Regions from separate parts of the Mus musculus genome. Here all the other regions are linked to region 3. Evidence: chromatin contacts called from public ChIA-PET and promoter capture Hi-C data. All regions are on one chromosome and are shown on one strand. Each heading gives the region's core, a stretch centred on a gene start, on an enhancer-like site or on the middle of the called end of the contact. The rest is flanking DNA. Distances are from core to core; before and after follow the strand shown. Region 1 holds the start of Tgif2 (TGFB-induced factor homeobox 2). Region 2 holds the start of Acss2os (acyl-CoA synthetase short-chain family member 2, opposite strand). Region 3 holds the start of Cnbd2 (cyclic nucleotide binding domain containing 2). Region 4 holds the start of Trpc4ap (transient receptor potential cation channel, subfamily C, member 4 associated protein). Region 5 holds the start of Ndrg3 (N-myc downstream regulated gene 3).

Region 1 (2,700 bases), core at 148-2,647, 530 kb after region 3:
GGGCTATCCCTCTATTTTCCCTCCATGTCACACCTATATGACAGTCCCTGCTTTTTGCCAAGACCTAATTGGTTTTTACTTTTCTTACCTAAGATTTCCCATCTCCTTCATTCTTTCAAAGGTCTGTGGCTGGAATATGACTTGGCTAAGAAATTGCTTGTGACCAACTCTCTGAGACTTGGTGTCACCATCAGTAAAAAAGAGGGTTCTGGGCAATGTTTTTGATTTTGGATGGCCATCTTGGTTTCAAGGATTTCCAGGCAAGTCCGGCTTCTATGAAACCCACCTTAAGATGCTTTTAATCGGCATCCTGACTGGCTTAGGGCCTTCTGGTAGGAAAACTTAACTTTGGTTGCCAAAGTTTTTGTGACTACAGTACAACGAAAAACAAAAGCTTGAGTCTGCTGCAGCAATGACAGCTGTTGTCTCTGTCACTTAGCTGCAGCAGGTGCGCCACTCTTAAGTCTGACCCAAGACCCAAACTCAACAGTAAAATGATTAGAAGATAACAGCATTAAAAAAAATAACAATCAGGGAAGACTGTTCGGATGCTGTTGGTTCTGGCACGTGGGTCTCAGGTTTCTGGGCCTATATGATCACAAACCCAGAAAAGGCCTGTTAGCTGGAGTTAGGCTATGCCACACTTATGCAGATAGCAAGAGACAGACAAACAGTCAGGGAACTTGGACGCAAGGAAAACTTGAGGTAAAATGACCCTAGCCTGGACCGCTGGAAGCGCCTAGCCTCACCCTCTCCAACTGGGGTTAGCCACCAAGGGAAAGGCTCGGCTCTATCATCAGACCCACCTGGCCAAAGGACACTGGCACACGTGGTAAGGCAGGGACCAGCGAGTAAATGCGGCCACCTCCAAATTGCGACACGGTGCCTGCCTCACTCACGCTCCTGGGGTGCAGCCTGTACTCACCCCTGGCCGACCATCTGCGCTAGGCTTGGGGTTTTATCCCAAGTGGTCTTCGCCGCGCCGTTTGCCTTATGAGCGGACAAAACAACTGGTCCTTTAGCACCTGGGAGTTACTCTGAGCCGACTGAGCCTCAGTTTCCCCATCCCCACAAGGGCAAGCTCCCAGAGGAGGAGGCGAACTTACAAAGGTACGGGGACTGGCACCCTTTGTGCCTGGTAGTGCCCCCACCCCCATGGAGGAGCACACAGTAGGCGCTCCGGAAACACTCTCTGAAAGGAGGAGCGGGCCACTTCCTGCCCTGGAGCTGACTCCGGGAGCCCTGGTCCCACCGCTCCGCCCCGGGCCCCGGCCATGCGGCATTCCTAAGGTGGGTGGGCGCAGGAAGGAGGTGCCGCGGGCCCGCCCCCTCCGACGCGTGGGCGGGGCGAAGCCCCCTGGCTCTGCGGGCCCGCCCCCGAGGGTGGGCGTAGCTGGCCACGCTCTGCACAAAGTTTGTTTCTGCCTCGGGGCGGTGGGGGAGGGTGCGGCAGGCGGGATGGGAGGAGAGGGGATCTGACGTCAGGTCGCGAGGTGCTTTCCAGCCGCGAGCTGTCAGGCGGGTGTCAGACCCGGCAGGTACGCGGCGCGTTCCCCCGGTGCCCCCCGCCCCGGCCGGGTGGTCCCACACCCCACCGAGGCCGCGTGGGCCGGAAAGCCGCCAGGGAAGGTGAGTGCGGGGCGCCGAGGGGCTGGAGACGCGGGAGGAGGCGCGCGGACAACTTGGAAAGTTTCTTGGGGCGACGGGGCGGGGGAGGGGGCGTCGTCCCGGCGCGTGCGACAGTGGGTGTGTGAGCCCCGGGGGTGTGTGTGAGTCGGGACCGCGGAACGCTGGCGCGGAATGCCGGGGTTGGCGGGGGGGGCGCTGTTCGGGGTCCTTGAGGGAGGGCTCGGCTCCCAAAGCTCCCAAAGCTCCTCTGGGAGAGGGCAGCCGGTGCCCTGCAGCGGGGTGAGCGCGCGGGGAGCGGGTTTGTTTGGTTTCAAAAGTGCACGTTGCTAACCGCCGGCAGCCCCCCCCCCTCCCGCACGGCGACAGAGCGGGACCGGGGGCCGCCGAGTGACAGCTGGAGGTGGGGGCCGCGGGCGGGGCTCCGACGGAGAGGGCTTGGGAGCCCGCGCGAGTTCCCCTTTCCTTTGGAACAAAGGAAAGTCTGTCTCCGAGGCATCTGTCACTCCCAGGCGGGCCAAGGCTGTGGGGCGCGTGGGGCTGGCGACGCGGAGAAAGTTTGTGCGCGCCGGGACCCCGGGACCAGGCGAAGGGCAGCCGAGCGTCTTGCGGGGGCTGTGCGCGTCCCCGATGTAGGGGGGGCGGCCAACATGGAGTCCAGGCGCAGAGTTGGGGGGGGGGGGCGGCGCGGAGGTTGGAGCCCAGCCCCCTCTTTTCCCCTCCCCCTCCGGGCCGAGTTCGGAGCACAAAGCCGAGCGCGCACGCTCCGGCGGCCCCGCGCCCCAAGAGTCACCCTGCGCGGAGTACCAGGGAACGGGCTGGGAACTAAACTTTTTCCTGTCCCAAAATGGACACGTGAGTTTTTTTTTTTTCCTTGCAAAGTCGTCCCCCCCCCCCAACCCCCAAGCGCCGGGTGGCGGACCGACAGGGGAGCTGTTGCTCGCACCGTGACTCTGGTGGGGGACAGTTGAGTGAGGGTGCCTTGAGCGCCGGCGGATTCGTCGGCGCCCCATGAGCCATGTGCTCCGTTGCGTCTGGGCCGCGGGGGAGGCTGCGCGCTTTGTGTGAACTGCT
Region 2 (2,700 bases), core at 37-2,536, 760 kb before region 3:
AAGTGGCATTCTTCAGAGTAAGCCAGGTAAGCAGGAGTCTGGGGTAGAGGAAGAGCGAGAATGGCAGAGTGATCAGTTCTCTCTGCCCCATTGTACCCATGAAGGCCCCTCCCTTTCCTTTACCCCTACATGTAGGGCCTTAACCTCCAGGTACCAGGTAGGCTGTCCCTGCCTCACAGTTCTTCCCTGCCCATTCCTGTCTTCCCCCAGATCTGCTGGAACGAAGGGGTTGACTTATGGTGGCATGAACTCATGCAGCAGGCAGGAGACGAGTGTGAGCCTGAGTGGTGTGATGCTGAGGACCCACTCTTCATCTTGTACACCAGTGGCTCCACAGGCAAACCTAAGGCAAGTGTGTGTGTGTGTGTGTGTGTGCATGTGTGTATGTAAAGGTGAGAAGCGAGTCTCCAAGGAAGCTTGGAGTGACCAACAGAAACAGTAGAATGAGTACTGGGAATTCGAGTGATAATGGGTGACTCAGATACACAACCTAAGAATGTGAGTGCTCAGTATACTTATGTGACATCAGGGTGTGGTAAAGGAGATTGAAGCGAGACAGATGCTGTGAAAGGGCATTGGAAAAATTAAAATCTTTAAGAAGGATCTTTTTCCAGCTCTGTGCAGGCTCTATTTGTTGGTCAGTAGAGGAGGACACACAACCCCAGCCTGAGGCCCCATTCTCCCCACAGGGTGTGGTGCACACAATTGGAGGCTATATGCTCTATGTGGCTACAACTTTCAAGTATGTGTTTGATTTCCACCCGGAAGATGTGTTCTGGTGCACAGCAGACATCGGCTGGATCACTGGTCATTCCTATGTCACCTATGGGCCACTGGCTAATGGTGCCACTAGTGTTTTGGTGAGATGGGAGCTGGGCATAGACAAAATTCTCCTGGGTGACCATTTCCCAAAGCTTCTTAGTCTAAAGAAGGGAAACTTATACAGGAACCCACTTCCTGGAGAAAGAGGAATTTTGAGGGGTTGTGTATCCTACTACGATGTTTCTTGACTTGTGTGGTCAGAGGGTAAAGATACAGTTGGTCATAAAGGGTGAATCCTGAACGTGAGGGAGTGGTAGGGAATGGAAAGACTATTGGGAAGAGCCCAAAATAACCAGATCTCATTCGGGTCAGTTTGAGGGGATCCCCACATACCCAGATGAAGGGCGCTTGTGGAGCATTGTGGACAAATACAAGGTGACCAAGTTCTACACGGCACCAACAGCCATCCGGATGCTCATGAAGTTTGGAGATGATCCTGTCACCAAGTAAGACCCTTCCCCATCTGTTGTCCCATAGGTGTCCTTCAGAGCTGAGCACGGTCCTTTGTGATGTTTTCTTCTATTGTCCCAACTTCCTGGGATAGGGGAGGGGCAAAGGAACTCTGACTGCATGTGCATTTTGGCTCCTAGTGGTTCTCAGAATTTTCCTCTCTTCCACTCTCCTGCTCAAGGCATAGCCGGGCATCCCTGCAGGTGCTGGGCACAGTAGGTGAACCCATCAACCCTGAAGCCTGGCTATGGTACCACCGGGTAGTAGGTTCCCAGCGCTGCCCCATTGTAGACACCTTCTGGCAAACAGAAACAGTGAGTAAGGGATTCAGGAGGCTAGGGATTAGGGACAGTGTAGGAAAAGAGATTCAATTCCTGACCTCTGACTTCCACAGGGTGGCCATATGCTGACCCCTCTCCCTGGCGCCACACCCATGAAACCTGGTTCTGCTGTGAGTAAAGTGCTTCTTCTGGTCCTAGGCTTGGCAGGGATAGGATGTGGGGGTGTTAGCCTATTAGAGTAGGGTTCTGGCCTGAGAGCTGGGAGGAATTTGGGGCTCTGGGGCTCTGTGTGAAGCTGAGACAGAGTTGCCTCATTTTTCCTTCTTGGATTGCGCCTCTCATTTGCTTTCAGTCTTTCCCATTCTTCGGTGTAGCGCCTGCAATCCTGAATGAGTCCGGGGAGGAGCTGGAAGGGGAAGCTGAAGGTTATCTGGTGAGAATCTGGCATCTTTGGGAGAAGAAAGCATCTGCTAAGGATACTTTGTTTTAGAGTTTATAACCTTATCTTCCCTGGTAGTTGCTAATACTGTTGAGAGTTTGTCCTCTGCTGAGAAACACCCAAGATTCGTGATGATAAATTTTTGGAGTCAGGAGAACTTAGTCTTAATCCTTCCCTTGATGTCCATTTTTAGAAAAAAGAGTCTTTGTACCTTAAAGACTAATCATGTAGGCTCTGGAGTCAGCCTGCCTGTATTCAGACCCTGATTTTCTGTGACTTCAGATAAGCTGTTACCTATTGTCTTTGAATGTAATTTAAGTCTTTAAAAAATAGTACTTTTATCTCCTACATTTTATTAAATTAGATAATCCATACAAAAGGGTTAGTCTGGAACTGCATAGTTAGTGTTCTTAAATGTTAGCTGCTGCTGTCTTTGTGGCTAGTACCTGTCAGATCTCAATCTCATTTCCCTTTTCCAAAATCACATTAGTAACAAAGGCAGGAATCTAAGCTTTCTAACTCAATCTAGAATTCTGCTGGCACAGAATTCTTTTGATTAGAAATTATTTATTCACTAATATAGCTTCCATTTTATATGATTTGTTTGTACCTAATTGAACCTGCTTTCCTAATTACCCAAAAGAAACTCAAATTTTCTAGATATTTGTTACTCACAGAACACTGTGCTAGACAATTTTTCACATACTA
Region 3 (2,700 bases), core at 91-2,590:
ACACATCAACTTCTCAAAAGAAAAACTGAGAAAAGCTGTTTTCAAAAAAAAAACTTACCAGGTAACCGTTGGAAGAAGAGGCTATTTCCAACAAGATTACTGGGAAAACACTGTTGTCCAGTTGTACTGATTCCAGTTACTGATCTTTAAGCATAAAGTGAAACGAGAGTTCGCTTTCCTTGGCAATATCAGTTCTGTTGCTTGAGTTTGTTTTTGAGAGGGTCTACATAGCCCTGGCTGGAACACACTATGTAAAAACCAGGCTGGCCTCAGAGACCCTCCTGCCTCTGCTTCCTGAGTGCTGAGGTTTAAAGTATGAGTCACAACAACCAACTAAATAAAGCATTTAATAGGGCCAGTTATTTTACTGCTCAGCTTCGAAACCGCTGTGTACTGCCATCTGCTGAAGCTCGGATACTAGATAGTGTGAGGCAGAGGGGAGAATAGAAGGCTAGAAAACTGAAACCTCATTAACATGGCCTTTTGCAAAACAAAACTCATGCAGGTTTAGAAAAACTGAATGTGGTCTAGATCTAGGTAGATTTCCTGCCTAAGGGCACAGCTTCGCGCAAATGCAGTGGTCCAGGAATAGCTAATCAAAAGCCTTAATCTTACAGGTTCCCAGAATCCTCTAGCTATCAGCTGGAAAGGTGGGCAACAAGTTCGTAAAATAAACCCAATAAATAAAGAACGAACGCAAGACACAGCAGACATGGGAGCTGTCAAAATTCAACTTTTATTAACTCAGGGGTAGGGTGTCAGTCCAGGGAGCCCCAGGCTCCGCCGCTCAGCCGGTGATGCGCACGTCCGCGCGGCGCCGCAGCCGCCGAGCCCGGGCCGCCTCCGGTAGAATGGCCTGCAGCTGCTCCTGCACCAGCATCTCCACGATCTGCTCCTTGGTGCGGATGTCCGGCCGCAGCCACTGGCGGGACAGCTCCCGCAGCTGCCGGAAGGCTTCCCGGGGCCCGGCCGCGTCCTGGTAGCGAAACTGCCGGAAGCGCTGGCGAAAGGTCTCGGGGCCGGGCCGAGAGGCTCCGGGCCGCAGGGCGGCGTCAGCGTAGGGCGCCGTGTTCAAAGCTGCGGGCGCGCCGGGGAGCTCCGGGGCCGGGGAGCTCCCGGAATCGGGCGACGGGGCCGCACAGTCGCCGGCTCCTTCCTGCTGCTCGGGAGGCGCCGCGGGGCTTTGGGGGTCCTGGCTGGGCTGCGGCGCCGCCATGACTACGGCTGTTGGCGTCCCCCTTTGTTTCGCAGTCCGGCGCCTCGCCTGCGTCTGCACCGGAAGGAGGTAACAGAGGGCCGCTGAAGGGCAGGGCCCGGGCACCCCAGCGGGACGCGGACTCAGGACAGGCTGCGGGCAAGCCCAGCTTACCTCGACCCGCGAAGCTCCTCGGTGGCCGGAAATGAACCGATCCGCGAATCCGGAAGCCGCCTCCTCTACCAGTCACGTGAAGTTTGATCTGGGGAAGTCCGTAGACATCAGCTCTACTGACACTAAGGATGGCGGCACTGCAAGGTCCCCATTGGAGCCGGCGGACAAGTCGGACACGACAGAGTCGAAATCTGAGTCGGGATCGGATTCCAGATCAGAGGAAGACAAGGAGAGTCCGGCCTCGATTAAGGAGATAAAGGCGGAGACACCCCAACCGAAGGACCGCCCTGGCGTGCAGGTGACCTGCGCCTCCTAGGGTAGATGCTGGTCCCTACTTGACCAGGCAGGATCTGGGGGTAGCGCTGACAGTCCTGGGTAAAGGAGGGTGATGGTTGGCTAGGGGATTGTCGGAGCTTGGGCGGATGCCCTGGGTGGGACAGCGGGACAGGGGCTCCAATTACTTTTAAAAAGATCTCTCAAGCCCGTAATCCTAGAGCTAAAGGACACCTCCTGAGCTATAAATTGAGCTGAGAATCTCATTAAACACACACACACACACACACACACACACACACACACACACACACACACACACATATACTGTCGCCTGCATAGGTGCAATTGATTTCACTTTATTTTGAGAAGGACAAAGTATTTGGGCAAGAGTCTTCAGACTTTCCTGCCCCCAAACAAGTGCTCAGGGCTTCTTTGTCATTGTTTTTGCTTGTCCTCGAAAACCAAGAGAAAGAGATTCAGTGGGTACTACTTTAACTTTAAGATTAATAAGTGGGGGGCTGGAGAGATGGCTCAGTAGTTAAGAGCACTGACTCCTCTTCCAGAGGTCCTGAGTTCAATTCCCAGCAACCACATGGTGGCTTACATCTACAATGGGCTCTGATGCCCTCTTCTGGTGTGTCTGAAAAGAACAGCGGTGAATACATAAAATAAGTAAATACATCTTTGAAAAAAGTTTAATAAGTAAACTGTAATTAACGATGTCCCAGATGGTGGCCATTAGCTTCTTGTATTTACTGAATCTTTGAAAGGTAAATACCCCGAAATTGAGATGTATTAAAATGTAGAATTACGCATGTGTCTGTAGGAAAAGAAAAATATTTTGTATTTATTACATATTTGAGTATGTTATGTAATTTTGTATATATGGGGGTCAAATAAACTATATTATTAAATTTTACCTGTGTCTTTTTACTTTTAAAATACAACTACTTTGAAATTTTTAAATTACACATACAGTTTATAGTATATCTTTGTTGACTAGCTGCTGTCTAGAGTGTCGGAATCAGGTGTCAGGAAACATCTTTTCTTTGCTT
Region 4 (2,700 bases), core at 47-2,546, 620 kb before region 3:
CAAAACTATATACAAAGCTATCTTGAAATTAAGCTAATGTTTTCAAAGTAAGTTCTGGGATCACCTGGGAGAAAGAAGAAAAAGTGAGAGGAGTCACCTATCCTCATCTATTTATTCTAAGGTTGTGCCCTATACACCCCCCTCCCCCGCAACACACAGACACACACCCTACACCACCACATGTATAGGACATCAATCATTACACTTAATAAGCTAGACACTAAACAGAACAATAACTGATTACCCTTCAGCCCTTATATGCACCTGAAATACACTAACACTTGACACATCTATCTCCTCTGAATTTGACAATAGCCTTAAAGGGTGAATTAAATGAGTAAACAACGGCCCTGAAAGGTAACTTGCCCGAGGGAGAAAGAGAATAGGGCTTTGAACTAAAGTTCTTCCCCCAAAGCATGTATCCCTACGCTAGTAAAAGAGTCTTCTGCACCCGTTGGAGCTCAGCCTAATGTGAGATACAGGCGTGAAAGGGCAGACAACAAAGAAATATGCAATTACAGGCAAAGAAAATAGAGCATCAGAAAACGAATTGGGTGATCTGATAGAATAACAACCGGGGGGCCTACTTTAGAAAAGGAGGAGGAACGTTGAGGCCTCTGGGAAGATGACATTTATCATAAGCTTGGGAACCGTTTGGGGGCGGGGGGGCGCTGCAGTGAAGAGGACCCCGTCCTGCTCACAAGGGGCAAACACGAGACCAGTAGAAGATGAAGCCAACTCGCCAAGGTCCTCCAGACACGCAGACGTGGCGCAGGGAAATGAGGATCTAGAAACTCGGCCCAGGGCTTAGACGCGCCATCAATACCCCAGGCAGCTCGACTCCACTCGGCCCAGACCCGCAGGCCTCCAAGCTGGCCACTGCCCTCCGTCCCAACGCGGCTGACAGCGTCCGGACCGCACACAGGACAGCGCCGCGGCCAGCCAAGGGGGATCTGGACGGTCCGCAGCGGCCTGGAAAGGCCTCTTCCCCGGCCCCTGGCCAGCTCCAGCCTGGCCCGCCCCGCCCCGCCCCTCCGGGCCGGCCTCGTACCTGCACCGCCCGGACCAGGCCTCGGCCGGTGAGCTGGCCCTGCCGCAGCTGCAGCAGGATGTTACCCGGCCGCGGTCGACCTCCCCAGCCGCCCCACGCCGCCGCGGTAGCTGCCAACCGCCTCCCCCGGCTGGCCCCAGCTCCAGCCGCTGCGGGCGCTGCCGCCATGTCTCCTCGTCCGACAAACAGGAAGCAAGCGGTCCCGGAGCCGTGTCGATTTCTACGGGGCGGCGGAGGACTCTCTACATCGCCCCTAGTGGACTGACGCGGAGGTGCAAGCCGCGTGGCAGGGACTGTGCGTGCCCCGACGCCTTATGGGAACTGTAGTCTTTACCGAGGGGGAGCAGGTAGCTGAGATGTGGCTCTTCCTGGCCCTCCAGTTTGCTGAGTGGGATACCTCCAGCATTTCTTCGAGGTTGCTCCAAGTGGAAAACCAGTCACTATGTGCACAAGCTCTCAAAATTTTCGCTAGCTGGAAATGATGCAAGCCCAGTGTCCAGGGAAAAATTCTAGGCCCTAGGCCAGAGTTGACACTTGACACGTGTCCCCTTCCTTTTACAATTGACTTTAGCCAAGTCACTACACATTACCCCTAGCCCTCAGTCCATTCAATATTTAGGTCCTGGGAGCCAGACTAGTCAACTAATATTTTTATTACAATTAACAAATATGTGCTTTATGTAAATGAGACGTAAAGGACCATCAATGCTATTGCTTATTCGAAGAAAATGGCGAAAAATATTTCATTTACAGATAGATGTCAAAAAATAGTTCCTAAAGGCACCAGCTGTACTCCTCATACTGAATATATAGGTGAGGTGGAGGGCGAGGTGATAAGCAGAACAGCAGAGGGCCCTGTTAGGGGACGAGGGTTTCAGGGGACCACAGCTAATCCACACAAACAAATGTAGTTATTTATTTGGCAAACTGTATCCCCTATCAAATAGAATATTGCCCTCATTTTCCCCGCAAGTAGAACTGAATTCACTGGCTCCGACAAACCTCGGAAGCAGGGTGGTGCTGACTCTCCCCACTTTCTCTTCTAGGAGGCTATCTTGTAACAAAAATAAGTTGAGTGTGCCAAATTAGGATGCCATGAAGTTTGCTACTTGTAACTAAGGTGGCTATAATTTGTTGCCCAAACCAAAAGTCCTTAAAAAGTGAAATGATGTAATAAGTAACTTGCAGTGGAACAACAGCAGGCATTTGAGATCGCTGCCAAGGCAAACTAGACTGTGACTGACATCTGCATGCTACTTGCAAGGTGTGGCTCCCACTCGCTCCAGCAGATCACTGCCTGGTGACCTGGTTTAAGACAAAGAAAATAGGATAAGGAGAGATGAGTCAGTGGGTAGAAGCACTGGCTGCCAAAACTGACGACCTAAGTTGTTGGGTCCAATGAACCCATGTTGGTGAAAGGAGAAAATAATTCCTCCAAACTGCCCTCTAATCAATCTCTCTCTCCCTCTCCCTCTCCCTCTCCCTCTCCCTCTCCCTCTCCCTCTCCCTCTCCCTCTCCCTCTCCCTCTCCCTCTCCCTCTCCCTCTCTCTCTCTCTCACACACACACACTTTAAATGTAATTTTTTTTGTTGTTTTGGGGTTTTTTTGTTTTTGTTTTTCAAGACAGGGTTTCTCTGTGTAGCCCTGG
Region 5 (2,700 bases), core at 7-2,506, 680 kb after region 3:
GTCCCAAAAAGAGGTGATACTGGCTAAATCTGCTCTGTCACCTCCACAAGTCCAGCCAGCCCAGCCAGCCTAGTCCTGACAGCTAGAAAAGAAATGCTAATTATACCTTGGGGGGCTGGGGGGGGGACACCCTGGGGGAGGGGAGTGGGGTTGACGCAGGAGAGGCTTACTGTGTTCTACCAGGGAGCCACAGGGGAGAGCCTCTCAGCTTAAGCCATGAGGCTCCAAGTCTACCTGTGACATGCAGGAGAGCTCTGCAGGGGGAAAAAACGGCTTCGAGAAAAAGAAGGGAGAAAGCACTGGATAGGGAAGCAGCGAGGTACAAAGGTGAACCGATCTTAATAAAACCTTTAGCAAGATCCCTGGCACAAAGCGAGTATTTGGGAGGGAGCCAGTTCACGTTAACATCGCGATTGTTATCACAACAGCATTTCCACCGTACTGACCAGAAGATAATTCTATTCGTAGCCCACTTTTACGACCTTTAAAAGCAACTCTAGATAAATGACAAGTGTATTCCCCACCGCCCCAAATTTAAAGATACAAGGTCAAACCCCACCAGCTCTGGCTGTGAAAGCCCCACCGCCTCTGAGTTAAGAGAGCTGGCCGTGTCACTTGTCAGTTGCATGACCTTGGACGCGACATTTCACCTCTCCGTGCCTCAGTTTCTTTGGCTACAAAGTGGGCTTTAGACAAACCGTGGTCCTGTGGTCCCAGGAGAGAAGAGTGCCTCTGTGGCTTTGGGAAGAAACCCACAGAAGGCGAGTCCAGGCCCCTGTCAAAACTCTCTGGGCTGTGAGGGGCAACGGGGTAGGTGGATGCTCAGCTCTAGGAGCTCCGTGCTCCGCCGTGAGAGGCGGAGAACGGGTGACAGCCTCAGGGGGTTCCAGCGACGGAGGGTGCAGACCTCTGTAGCGACGCCGGACCCCAACAGGTCACACGCTGCCCTCCGCCGACTAGGTACCGGCAGGGGCGCGGGAGGCCGGGCTGAACGCGATAGGCTCGGGGGGCTCAGAGAAGGCCGACCGCGAGGACCCGGGGCTGGTCGCGTGGCCATCGGTCCGCAGCGCACAGAGGAGCGACACCCGGGCGGGCGTACCGCGCGGCGCGCCCTCCGCCCGCTGTGGTAGAGGCGCTCACTCACCTGAAGCGCTAGCGCGGGGCCGTCAATCTACAGCAGCAGCGGCAGCAGCAGCAGCAGCAGCAGCAGCAGCAGCAAGGAGGGGGGGCGCTGCGCAGCGCAGGCGCGCTGAGGATGCCGGGGGTTTACGCATGCGCAACGCGCCTGCTTACGCTAGGAACTACAGACAAAATGGTGGTCAGGCCTACAGAGTCTCTAGCAGCGCCATCTTGGCTGTAGTTTTTCTTCTTGCGGTGTCCCGGAGGCTGTTGCTCAGAACTGCCAGGAGGGGATGTGAAATGTTTTCTCTGCACACCTACCTCTCCCTCATGGTTGAATTATTAGTAAGCTCTTATGGGCCATGACATACTTGTTTTAACAAGGTTTAAAGCTACACTCAAGATCATCTGGCACTCCTGAGCCTCAGGGATTCGATTTCCAGGAATCAAATTCCTAGTCCTCTTCCATCTTTTACAAATGGCAGCCATATTATTTCCTTCTTGAGTAGAACAAGAGAGTTGGTTACTTCACACAAAACAAACAAAAAACGACTGAACATATTATTGACTCAACAATTAAAGATTTTCATTGTTAATTGTGCATATACGAGCATCTGTGCAGGGCAGTGATGTTCATATAAATGTAGCAGATTCCTACTAAAGACAGCTGCAGAATGTTGAAATGGGAGATTACAGACATGAATTCCAGTCCTCTCTACGAACAGTGCACATCTAAACACTAAGTCATCTCTCCAGACTAGAATCAAAACGTTGCCTGCATGTGCTGGCAACTTTTATGTCAATTTGAAATAAAGTAATTTGGGAAGAGAATCTCAGTTGAGAAAAGGCCCCTAGTAAATTGGACTGTGTAGTGTATTTTCTTAGTAATGACTGATAATGGGAGCACCCAGCCTACTATGGGTAGGTGGCCCTGGAGGGGATAACAAAGCAAGCTGAACAAGCCATGAGAGAAGCTGGGAAACAGCACTCCTCTATGGCACAAGGGTCACCATACCTTTGGGAGCTGACTCTTTCACAGGGCTTACATATCAGATATTTATATTTGATTCATAACACTAGCAAATTAGTTATAAAGGAACAACAGATAATTGTGTGTCTGGGGCTCACCTCAACATGAGCAACTTATGTTATTAAAGGGTTGTAGCATTAGGTAGGTTGGCCTATTATCAGTTTCTGCCATCTTCCTTCAGTGAACTGTCTACCTAGAAGGGTAAAATTAAACAAACCCAGGCCAGGCCCAAGCCAATCTGAATGAAGGCAAAACTAGTATTGAAGGCATTTTATTACATGATTTATATTTTTTTTTTTTTAAGATTTATTTATTACATGTAAGTACACTGTAGCTGTCTTCAGACACACCAGAAGAGGGCGTCAGATCTCGTTACAGATGGTTGTGAGCCACCATGTGGTTGCTGGGATTTGAACTCTGGACCTTCGGAAGAGCAGTCGGGTGCTCTTACCCACTGAGCCATCTCACCAGCCCCCACATGATTTATATTTAACTGTTAACAAAGCACTGAACTGCAAGTTTACCCTCAGTACATATTACTGGCTAAATTA

Evidence for each region. Promoter capture Hi-C pulls out the DNA fragments that hold promoters and counts their contacts. ChIA-PET counts read pairs in DNA pulled down with a chosen protein or histone mark.
Region 1: a contact with region 3 is called in an RNA polymerase II ChIA-PET map of effector CD8 T cells, with 8 read pairs. The contact joins the promoter of Tgif2 here to the promoter of Cnbd2 in region 3. A contact is called at or near these places in 8 of 39 promoter capture datasets (the 3T3-L1 cell line, 3T3-L1-derived adipocytes, the HPC-7 cell line and 4 more), 1 of 484 Hi-C or Micro-C datasets (embryonic stem cells), 2 of 115 datasets of contacts at active chromatin or transcription factors (effector CD8 T cells and memory CD8 T cells) and 1 of 9 other capture datasets (pancreatic islet).
Region 2: a contact with region 3 is called in a promoter capture Hi-C map of the SN4741 cell line, with 3 times the contacts expected there. The contact joins the promoter of Acss2os here to the promoter of Cnbd2 in region 3. A contact is called at or near these places in 8 of 39 promoter capture datasets (the C10 cell line, the SN4741 cell line, cranial neural crest and 4 more) and 3 of 115 datasets of contacts at active chromatin or transcription factors (large pre-B cells, memory CD8 T cells and thymic regulatory T cells).
Region 4: a contact with region 3 is called in a promoter capture Hi-C map of pre-B cells, with 6 times the contacts expected there. The contact joins the promoter of Trpc4ap here to the promoter of Cnbd2 in region 3. A contact is called at or near these places in 9 of 39 promoter capture datasets (the 3T3-L1 cell line, the HPC-7 cell line, cranial neural crest and 5 more), 1 of 484 Hi-C or Micro-C datasets (CD4 T cells) and 2 of 115 datasets of contacts at active chromatin or transcription factors (bone marrow-derived macrophages and memory CD8 T cells).
Region 5: an RNA polymerase II ChIA-PET map of memory CD8 T cells shows a contact between it and region 3, with 11 read pairs. The contact joins the promoter of Ndrg3 here to the promoter of Cnbd2 in region 3. A contact is called at or near these places in 2 of 484 Hi-C or Micro-C datasets (B cells and cerebellum) and 3 of 115 datasets of contacts at active chromatin or transcription factors (memory CD8 T cells, pancreatic cancer cells and thymic regulatory T cells).

The regions. Positions count from the first base shown.
Region 1 is chr2:156,838,610-156,841,309 of GRCm38.p6, forward strand. It overlaps Tgif2 (TGFB-induced factor homeobox 2), which reads left to right and starts at 1,398. Exons shown (of 3, transcript NM_173396.3): 1 at 1,398-1,629. LOC115486128 reads right to left here and starts at 2,639. Exons shown (of 5, transcript XM_030252280.1): 1 at 2,573-2,639; 2 at 1,107-2,390. The coding sequence starts at 2,639.
Region 2 is chr2:155,555,644-155,558,343 of GRCm38.p6, forward strand. Acss2os (acyl-CoA synthetase short-chain family member 2, opposite strand) reads right to left here and starts at 1,287. Exons shown (of 4, transcript NR_040613.1): 1 at 1,156-1,287. It overlaps Acss2 (acyl-CoA synthetase short-chain family member 2), which reads left to right. Exons shown (of 18, transcript NM_019811.3): 8 at 211-348; 9 at 690-860; 10 at 1,135-1,268; 11 at 1,454-1,586; 12 at 1,667-1,723; 13 at 1,906-1,986.
Region 3 is chr2:156,311,133-156,313,832 of GRCm38.p6, forward strand. Cnbd2 (cyclic nucleotide binding domain containing 2) reads left to right here and starts at 1,341. Exons shown (of 13, transcript NM_027585.2): 1 at 1,341-1,667. The coding sequence starts at 1,401. It overlaps Scand1 (SCAN domain-containing 1), which reads right to left and starts at 1,572. Exons shown (of 2, transcript NM_020255.3): 1 at 1,370-1,572; 2 at 714-1,270. The coding sequence starts at 1,216. The coding sequence ends at 788.
Region 4 is chr2:155,691,088-155,693,787 of GRCm38.p6, forward strand. It overlaps Trpc4ap (transient receptor potential cation channel, subfamily C, member 4 associated protein), which reads right to left and starts at 1,297. Exons shown (of 19, transcript NM_001163452.1): 1 at 1,052-1,297. The coding sequence starts at 1,219.
Region 5 is chr2:156,990,855-156,993,554 of GRCm38.p6, forward strand. It overlaps Ndrg3 (N-myc downstream regulated gene 3), which reads right to left and starts at 1,257. Exons shown (of 16, transcript NM_013865.2): 1 at 1,145-1,257.